Linked DNA regions of Mus musculus: regions 2 and 3 are each linked to region 1. The links are chromatin contacts, called in public HiChIP or PLAC-seq and promoter capture Hi-C maps. All regions are on one chromosome and are shown on one strand. The core of a region is the stretch at or near the end of the contact, and the rest is flanking DNA. Distances in the headings are between cores, read along the strand shown.

Region 1 (2,524 bases), core at 11-2,510:
ACCACCCCATGCCTCTGAGAGGATCAGCCTGGTGAACCGCAACTGGCAGGTAATCAGGGTAGAAGGCAGTGCCCTGAGCACTGTAAGAAGCAGAGAGCCCATAGTTTATGAAAGACTTTCTCTCTTTAAGAAGTCAAAAACATGATCTACAAACTTTTAAGTTATTTATCAATTATTGAAATAAGCATTTTTTGAGGAGGCAAAAAAAAATCTATCAAATGAAAATACAGTATTCAAATTATATGGAAGCTGTTAAAAGAAAACCTACCCAGGCTGCACACGTGTCCGCTGTCCCTGTGGGTCTACCTGCAGGCCCGCTCAGGAACCAGAGAGATGAAGGGCAAGGAAGATCCAAGACAGACTAGCGATTTTCAGAGAAAGAGACCAAATCTGCTCACTGTAGAAACCCTGAGGGGTTAGGAGCCTATAGCCCGGGGATATTCCTTGGAGATTAAGCAAGACCCAGTCAAACCAGGTTCCACACAGACACACCTTTTGTTAATCTGAGTTCAAAGTCTAGCCACAAACCGAGGATCTGGGTCATCCCTATTGGATTTCTCTTGCACTAGTTAAGTTTCACTGTTCTTTCTTTGAAAAGAAAAGCATGCTAAAGTAGCGGGAGATGAAGGCTGAAGGGAAGCGGTCCACGATTTAGGGAGAGGCCCCGGGCGCAAAGCCCTGACCCGAGCTGGCCGCCCTTTCAGGAGCAGACATAGGCACCTAGAGCGCGCCCATACCCGGGATCAGGCTGCCCGGGAGCACTGGAGCCAAGTTCTGGGAGCCCTAAACTCCAAAGTCACCCGCCCTCGGTGGAGATGGAGTTGCAGATGCGGTTCCCGGGCATCCCAGGGAGACCGCGGTTAGATCCATCGGGTCCACGGGCGGTCCTGGGTCGGTGCAGCCCCGCAGCGCTCAGCGGGGATCGCGGCATCTCGAGCCCCGGCAGCCGCCGCCCCTTCCTCCCGCGCGGGCTGGACCGCGGGCCTGAGCGGGGATCGCTCCCCTGGGCGCCGAGGACGCGGCCCCGACAACCCGCCCGTCTGCACCCCAACTCCGTGCACCCCGGACGCGCCCTGCATGGTGGGGCGCGGCTCCCTTACCGTGCAGCGGCTCCGGGCGGCTCCTCGGCCCCGCGGCGCGCGGGGCATTTTTTTCTGGGAAACTTCTCTCTGGGTCCGCAGGGCTGAGCCGGGGCGGGCAGGAAAAGCGCTCCGCGCCGGGAGGCTGCGACCATCCGGGAACTTCGCCGAGATGTGCGCCCTCCCCCTCGGCCCGCGTCCTCCCCCTACGGCCCCCGCCACACGCGGACGCCGAGGCAGCCGCTGGCCCTTCGCCCTTCGCCCTCGCCGCGCCCTGACTTCCGAGGCCGGCGGGACCGGAGCCTGGGCTGGGCTCTCCCCGGGGCGGAGGCCGAGGGGTCCGGACCTGCGTGCGCCCAGGAGCCGGACCTGGAAGGGATACCCAACCCAAGACGCTGTCCCTAGAAACTACCCGGGCCTCCGAGTGGGGTGCTCTCCCCCCAACACAGGGAAAGCCTTTTCCGGTCATCTCCACTCCGCTCCCGAATCAGAGGGCGCCCCCCGCTTTGAGAAACTTAAAAGTTTCCATTCACTGTAAAAACTGGCTTCTAAGATGGAGTGGCCCCACTGAAGCCCAAGGGCCACGCGCGTCCCCAATCCCCGCCCACTGGGAGCGCACAGCTCTTCCCAGGGTAAGGTGCCTATCGGTTGGGATTCTTGGAATCTTTTTTTTTTTTTTTTCCACCGACTTCTGCAAACATAGAAAGATCAAGAGCCGAGCGAGTATAAGGAGAAACCCGAGGCCCTTTCACATGGCTCTTGCCAGTTCTCAAAAACACCACTATCAGGCCTTAAAGGCAAGTTAACACTGGGATGACACATTAGAACATATACATTTGAAAGACAAAGACAGTTATGGTCAGTATAACTACTGGACCGGATAGTAAAGCTACCGAGACGACGTAGCTCTCTGGGTAAAGGCAGGGAAGCTTTGAAAGATGCACCTCAGAATGTGGCATCTAGAATGCCTCGGCTTCAGGCTTTCTGTGCTGAGTTGTCCCTATGTGTGCAGTCTCTGTGACATGCTTCTGGCGGATACGATAATCCTGGAAAGACAGCGACAGGGCCACCTCTCCTAAACTCTTATTAGCGTTTTTTTTTGTTTTTTTTTTTGTTTGTTTGTTTGTTTTTTTTTTTTTTTTGGTAGGAGTCTCTAAATGCACTCTTTCCTTTTTGTTTTGTTTTTGTTATTTTTAGGTCTCACCATGAATTCCAGGATGGTTACAAACTCCCACTGTTAACTGTATTCGTCTAAGGTCTATGCTATATTTGCCTTTTATGTATGTATTTATTTAATGTGTACAAGTGGTTTGCCTGCAAATATATCTATCTGTATCATGTGCTTGCCTGGTGCCACAGAGGCCATAAGAAGGTGTGGGATGCCCTGATAATGGAATTACAGACGGTTGGGAGCTACCACGTAGATGCTGGGAATCTAAGTGTCC
Region 2 (2,524 bases), core at 10-2,509, 2.7 Mb before region 1:
AATAAATATAGACATATTTTCAAAATACAATAATCCGAACGACTCATAAACCGAAGCTCTGAATTTCTTTACAAGGCTTACTAGACTGCTGGACTTTCAAACGTTTTCTTCTTTTTTTTAAAGGTGCTGATAATCTCCTTGTGCGAGACAACCGGGAGCGAACAGCCCATTTACCGATTGCTAACGAATACGACTTCGCATTTTCCAGACAAAAGGGCGTTAAAAGAGATCCGATGCAAATTTATTCTTCCCTGGTAAAGGAGTGTTCTCCCGAATTCCATTTTATGGAGTATACTTAAAGTTAAAGGCAGCAAGTTCATTTTTTAGTCAAAAGCACTAGGTGCCTTACTAGCTGTGTGACTGCTACATCTGGTGGCAGAACACTTGCATGCAAGGAGCCAGAAAACTTAGAAAACAATTGTAACCGATCTCAGTGCGTGTTTTGCAGAAACCTTCAAGCAGGAATTTCCACCAAAAAAAAAAAAAAAAAAGCCCACCACCCTTGGGCAGAAAGGAACACGAGCGTACTTGCAACCCACGAGCATAACGTTCAAACATGCAGGAGCCGATGGCGAAGGAAGGAAAGTTGCAACCATCTGGGGGGGGGGGGGGGGTGGCACGAGCAGCCTTGCCCACGAGTCGGTCTGCCGTTGGGATCGCTCTAGGGGCCGCGATGGGGATCCGACTCGGATCCGAGGCAGCCCAGAGCATGCGGGAGGCGGGCGAGGGGCATCTTAACCGGTCCCGGCGGCCCGGCTTGCGGCGCGGGGACCGCCTCTATGGGAGGAGTGCGGGCTAGGGGAGGGGGCTCGCGCGCCGAGGCTGCACCGCGAGGGCAAACCCACCCGAGCCCCGAGGCCAGGAGGCTCAGGGAGCCAGGGCAGGCCTCCCGCCCGCGAACCGCCACCCCCCACCCCAGCCCGGGGTCCGCGCGGGCCGAGGGAGCCCGCGGGAGGGCGCGGCGGCGCTTACCTTCCCTGGGCCTCCCGGATGGCGGCGTGTGATTCAGCAGGGACCTGGCCGCCGCCGCCGAGCCCGGGGTTGGAGACGTGGAGAGCCGGGACCAAGATGGCGGCCCCTCCAAACTTCCACTGCTACTTTGGACACTCATCAAGCTACTTTCTGGGAGCCCGACTCCCCCCCTGCGACGGCGGCGGCACCGGCACCCGCCTCCGTCATGGCGGGGGCCGCGCTGAGGGCGAGCGCGGGCGCGAGGGCTGGGAGGGGAGCGCCGCGCCGCCGAGGGAGCGCGCCGGGCGGAGGGCGGGCGGGGAGGGTAGCGCCGAGGGGAGGCGAGTGGCCGGGGCCGCGGGGCCGGGGCCGGAGCGCGGGCGGAGCGCGGGCCGCGCCGACCGAGGCCACTTCCGCGGGCGGAACCTGCCGGCACCTCTGCAGTGCGTCGGGCCCCGGCGTCGCCCGGGCGGTGGCGGGCGGTGGGTGGCGGCTGAGGCGGCGGGGTAACCTCTGCATCAGTTACGGGCGGCGGCGGCGGCGGCGTCACGCGCCGCCAATGCAAACACTATCGCGAGGCTCCTGCGCCTCCGGTAGCAGCGGCGGCGGCGGCGGCCGCGGGGCCGGCAGGGGGGAGGGGGGAGGGCCCTGCCCGGGCGGGGCGAGGGCGGGGAGGGCGCGAGCGCGCTGGGAGGCGCGGGGCCCGCGGCGCGGCGCGGAGCGGCGAGTCGCGTGCGCGGAGCCGGCCGGAGGGAGGCGCGCCCCCGCTGCCACCTGCCTCCCCCTCGCCGCGGCGCGCCTGCTCCGAAGCGCGCCCCACACCCAGCCTGCCCGAGACGCCTCTGCTCTCGCCTGGCTCCGGAGTCTCAAAATGGAACTGAAAAGTTGAGAGTTGCTTCTTGCCCTTCAGGAGAAAAAGAAGAAAGAGAAGAAGGAGAAGAAGGAGAAAGAAAGAAAGAAAGAAAGAAAGAAAGAAAGAAAGAAAGAAAGAAAGAAAGAAAGAAAGAAAGAAAGAAAGAAAGAAAGAAAAAGAAAGAAAGAGCAGTGTGCACTTATCCATCTGCAAAACAGGAGTAGTCACGGAATTAAAAAAAAAAGAACCTAAGAAAATAAAACTTTCCTTAAAACAATCTACCAAAAGAATTGAGAAACCCTACCGGTGGGGTAGCCTGAGTGTGTGGTATAGCTGTTTGTTCTTTGTTTTCACAGAAGTGGAAAATCTAAATAGAAAATGTTGACTACTGAATTCACAGTAAAAAACACAAAAAACAAAAAAACTATAGTGTTCATCTTGAAGAAGGTATAGTTTCTAGAAATTTCCAGTTTCTGGTGCCGCTGTTGAGTATTGACGACGAATTCCCAAAACAAATTACAGCATTTGCTAAAATTTATAGATAGAGCATAGCTTTCTGCACACCCACGTACACACACCAGCGATTGGCCATCTTGTTCATAAAAGAGCAAGTCTGGTAGTCCAGGAAAAATACGACAAGGTTACTGCTCTCTTTAAACCAAATTGAATAGAACACTAAAATGATTATGCTATAGAGCAACTGTGCAGGCATAAGGAAAT
Region 3 (2,524 bases), core at 14-2,513, 2.2 Mb after region 1:
CTGTAATGCTAAATCCAAAGACAAAGCCGCCCAGGGGAAAATAACAATTGCGCAACTGATCAACAGCTCCAACTTGTCCCTTGGCCCCAGAGCAGCGAGGTTTGCACGCTATAGAGCAGGAAAGGGCCAACCGAGGGCCTCTGTGACTGCCAACTGGCCGATGTAAGCCAGCCAGAAGCCACAGCCTCGCACACTACGTGGGGCCCCGCGGGTCACCATACTCAGAACACACAGCCCAGCATGGGGCCCACTCGGACCTCGGAGCCCGCCGCCCAGGTCTGCACGTCCTTGCGCCCGGCGCGAGGCCATTCCCGGGTTCCCAGGCTGAAGGAGCGTGCGGAGCCCTGCCGGCAGGCCGCCCGTCGGGGCGCCAGAGCACGAGGGCCACCCGGTGACTTTCTCCTCCGCCCCCGGAGGGCTGGGCTTTTCTGGATCAAGACGGACAGGCGTGATCTTACAGACCAGCTCTCGGGCTGAGGCCGTAGACGGCCGAGCTCACCAAGTCGTAGAACGGGGGTTGGGGAGGGCTTCGGGCGGACGCCGAGGAGAGACCTCAGCTCCCCCGAGCGCGGCCCCGTGACTAGGCACATTTTTACCGGCACCGAATCAGGGAAACTACGCTGCCCCGGAAAAGGCCGGGCGGCGCCGGTTTAGACCGCCAGCATCCACCCCCCTCCCGCCTCTGCGCCTCCCACCCAGCGAGGTGGTGGTGTCTCTGCCTGGCCCCACGAAGTCAGAGCTTCCTCCACACCCCAACCTCGCCGCCCCTGGAGACCTCAGGCTCGGACCCCACTCTCGTCGCGGCCCCAACATCCTCCGTTGCCCTCCCAGCTCGGCGGGGCAGTTCCCAGGCCCTGCCGTCGTAGTCCTGGCTCAGACTGTCCCTCCCTCCCGGAGCCACTATCCCCTCGAGCTCCTGCCGGCTTCTTGGCACAGCCCAGGGGCCCGAAGGTTGGGGCAGCACCTGCTGGGACTGTAGTCCTGGCGGTGGCAACTCCAAGTCCATCATGCTGAGGGCGGACGCTGTGGTAGGGCTCCCCGACGGCGAGGCTACTTGCAGCAGAGGTGAGGCGGCGGCAATGGCTAGTCCGAGCAGCGGAGAACTAGGAGATAGCCTGCTCGCTGGAGTGGCAGGCCAGCCTTAGTCCGCCCCGCCCCCGCCCCCTGGGGGCGGAACAAGGACCTAGGGACGGGACAAGAACTTAGAGGCGGAGAAAAGGCTAGGGCAAGAGGCAAGGGCCAGAGGCAGGACAAGGGCATGGAGGCGGGGTAAGGGGCGGGGCAAGAGCTTGGAATCGCGTACAGGGGCAGGGCAAGGACCCGAGGGCCCCCCGCAAAGGCCTAGGGCGGGGCAAGGGGAGGGGGGGACAAGACGGGGGCCAGTGGAAGGAGCAAGAGCCCGAGGGCGGGGCATGGACCTGAGTGCTTCCGGCCGGAGTTCCCGCGTTCCCCTCGACCCCCCACTGTTGATCCTCCTCTCGCTGTCCGGGGCATGGCGGAGTCAGGTGGGCTGAAGTCGCACGGGGGGCGGAGCGCGAGCAGGAGGCCTTCGGCCCCCCCAGTCCTCTGTAGGACAGCACCCCCTTGCTAGAGATTAGCAGCTGTTTGCCGAAGGTCGCTCCAGCCCTGGCTCTTTGAAGCAGTTTAAACAGTTGGTGCAAGCACACCGGGAGCCCCGGCCCGTGCGCTGCTATCGGAGCTGCCACTCCCTGATTTGGACCTGCAGAACCTTGCCCGCTTTATCTCGCTCCACCGGCTGACTGTGGCGCCAGTTTCGGGGTTAGGGCTCTGAGCTGGGACCCGGACTTTGCAAGAGGCCAACTGCCCTCTGGCCCCAGGTCCCATTCAGTTGCTGGTGCTCAAACACCTCTGCCCCAGGGAGATGGATGAGTCCACGCTGCAAACTCGTGCTCGCTTACTCGAAGGCCCTCCACTTCTCCCACGTGCCCTGGGCTCGGGGCCCAAGCGGTCACTCAGTATCACTTCATCCACCCAGAGCCCAGCAAGCGGGCACAGCTCTAACAGAATCACCGAAGTGGATTCTAAGACTCTCAGGGTTCCTTTACACGTACTTACTCTATTTGGGAATTTTGAGGTATGATCTCATAAGGCCCCACCTCTCAAGCTGTTTTTAGAGCAGCGTTTCTCAACCGTCGTAATGCAGCGACCCTTTAATATAGTTCGTGTTGTGGTGACCTCCAACTAGAAAAGTATTTTTGCTGCTACTTCATAACTAATTTTGTTGCTATAAATTGTAATGTAAGTATCGGATGTGCAAAATATCTGAGATGCTTGGGGTGGCTCTCCACAGGCTGAGAACTGTACCATAGACTCTGCCACTTGGGTTTGGTGGTGGTGGTGGTGGTAGTGACTGTTTTCACAACGTTCATTCCCAAACATACTTCTTTAACTGCCCCCGAAAAAAAATCCAATTTCTAAAATAGTTATATGGGCTTAGAAAAAAAATCGAGGGATGTTTTAATGTGTTAATAGTTGAAAACCCAGAGTATTTTTATCTTTCTCT

Evidence for each region. Promoter capture Hi-C pulls out the DNA fragments that hold promoters and counts their contacts. HiChIP or PLAC-seq counts read pairs in DNA pulled down with a chosen protein or histone mark.
Region 2: a contact with region 1 is called in a promoter capture Hi-C map of pre-B cells, with 2.7 times the contacts expected there. The contact joins the promoter of Tlk1 here to the promoter of Wipf1 in region 1. A contact is called at or near these places in 2 of 39 promoter capture datasets (the C10 cell line and pre-B cells).
Region 3: a contact with region 1 is called in an H3K27ac HiChIP or PLAC-seq map of bone marrow-derived dendritic cells, with 8 times the contacts expected there. The contact joins the promoter of Nfe2l2 here to the promoter of Wipf1 in region 1. A contact is called at or near these places in 5 of 39 promoter capture datasets (the 3T3-L1 cell line, the C10 cell line, cranial neural crest and 2 more) and 2 of 115 datasets of contacts at active chromatin or transcription factors (astrocytes and bone marrow-derived dendritic cells).

The regions. Positions count from the first base shown.
Region 1 is chr2:73,528,227-73,530,750 of GRCm38.p6, forward strand. Wipf1 (WAS/WASL interacting protein family, member 1) reads right to left here and starts at 1,261. Exons shown (of 8, transcript NM_153138.4): 1 at 1,101-1,261.
Region 2 is chr2:70,824,221-70,826,744 of GRCm38.p6, forward strand. It overlaps Tlk1 (tousled-like kinase 1), which reads right to left and starts at 1,260. Exons shown (of 20, transcript NM_172664.3): 1 at 973-1,260. The coding sequence starts at 1,111.
Region 3 is chr2:75,703,400-75,705,923 of GRCm38.p6, forward strand. Nfe2l2 (nuclear factor, erythroid derived 2, like 2) reads right to left here and starts at 1,264. Exons shown (of 5, transcript NM_010902.4): 1 at 965-1,264. The coding sequence starts at 1,009.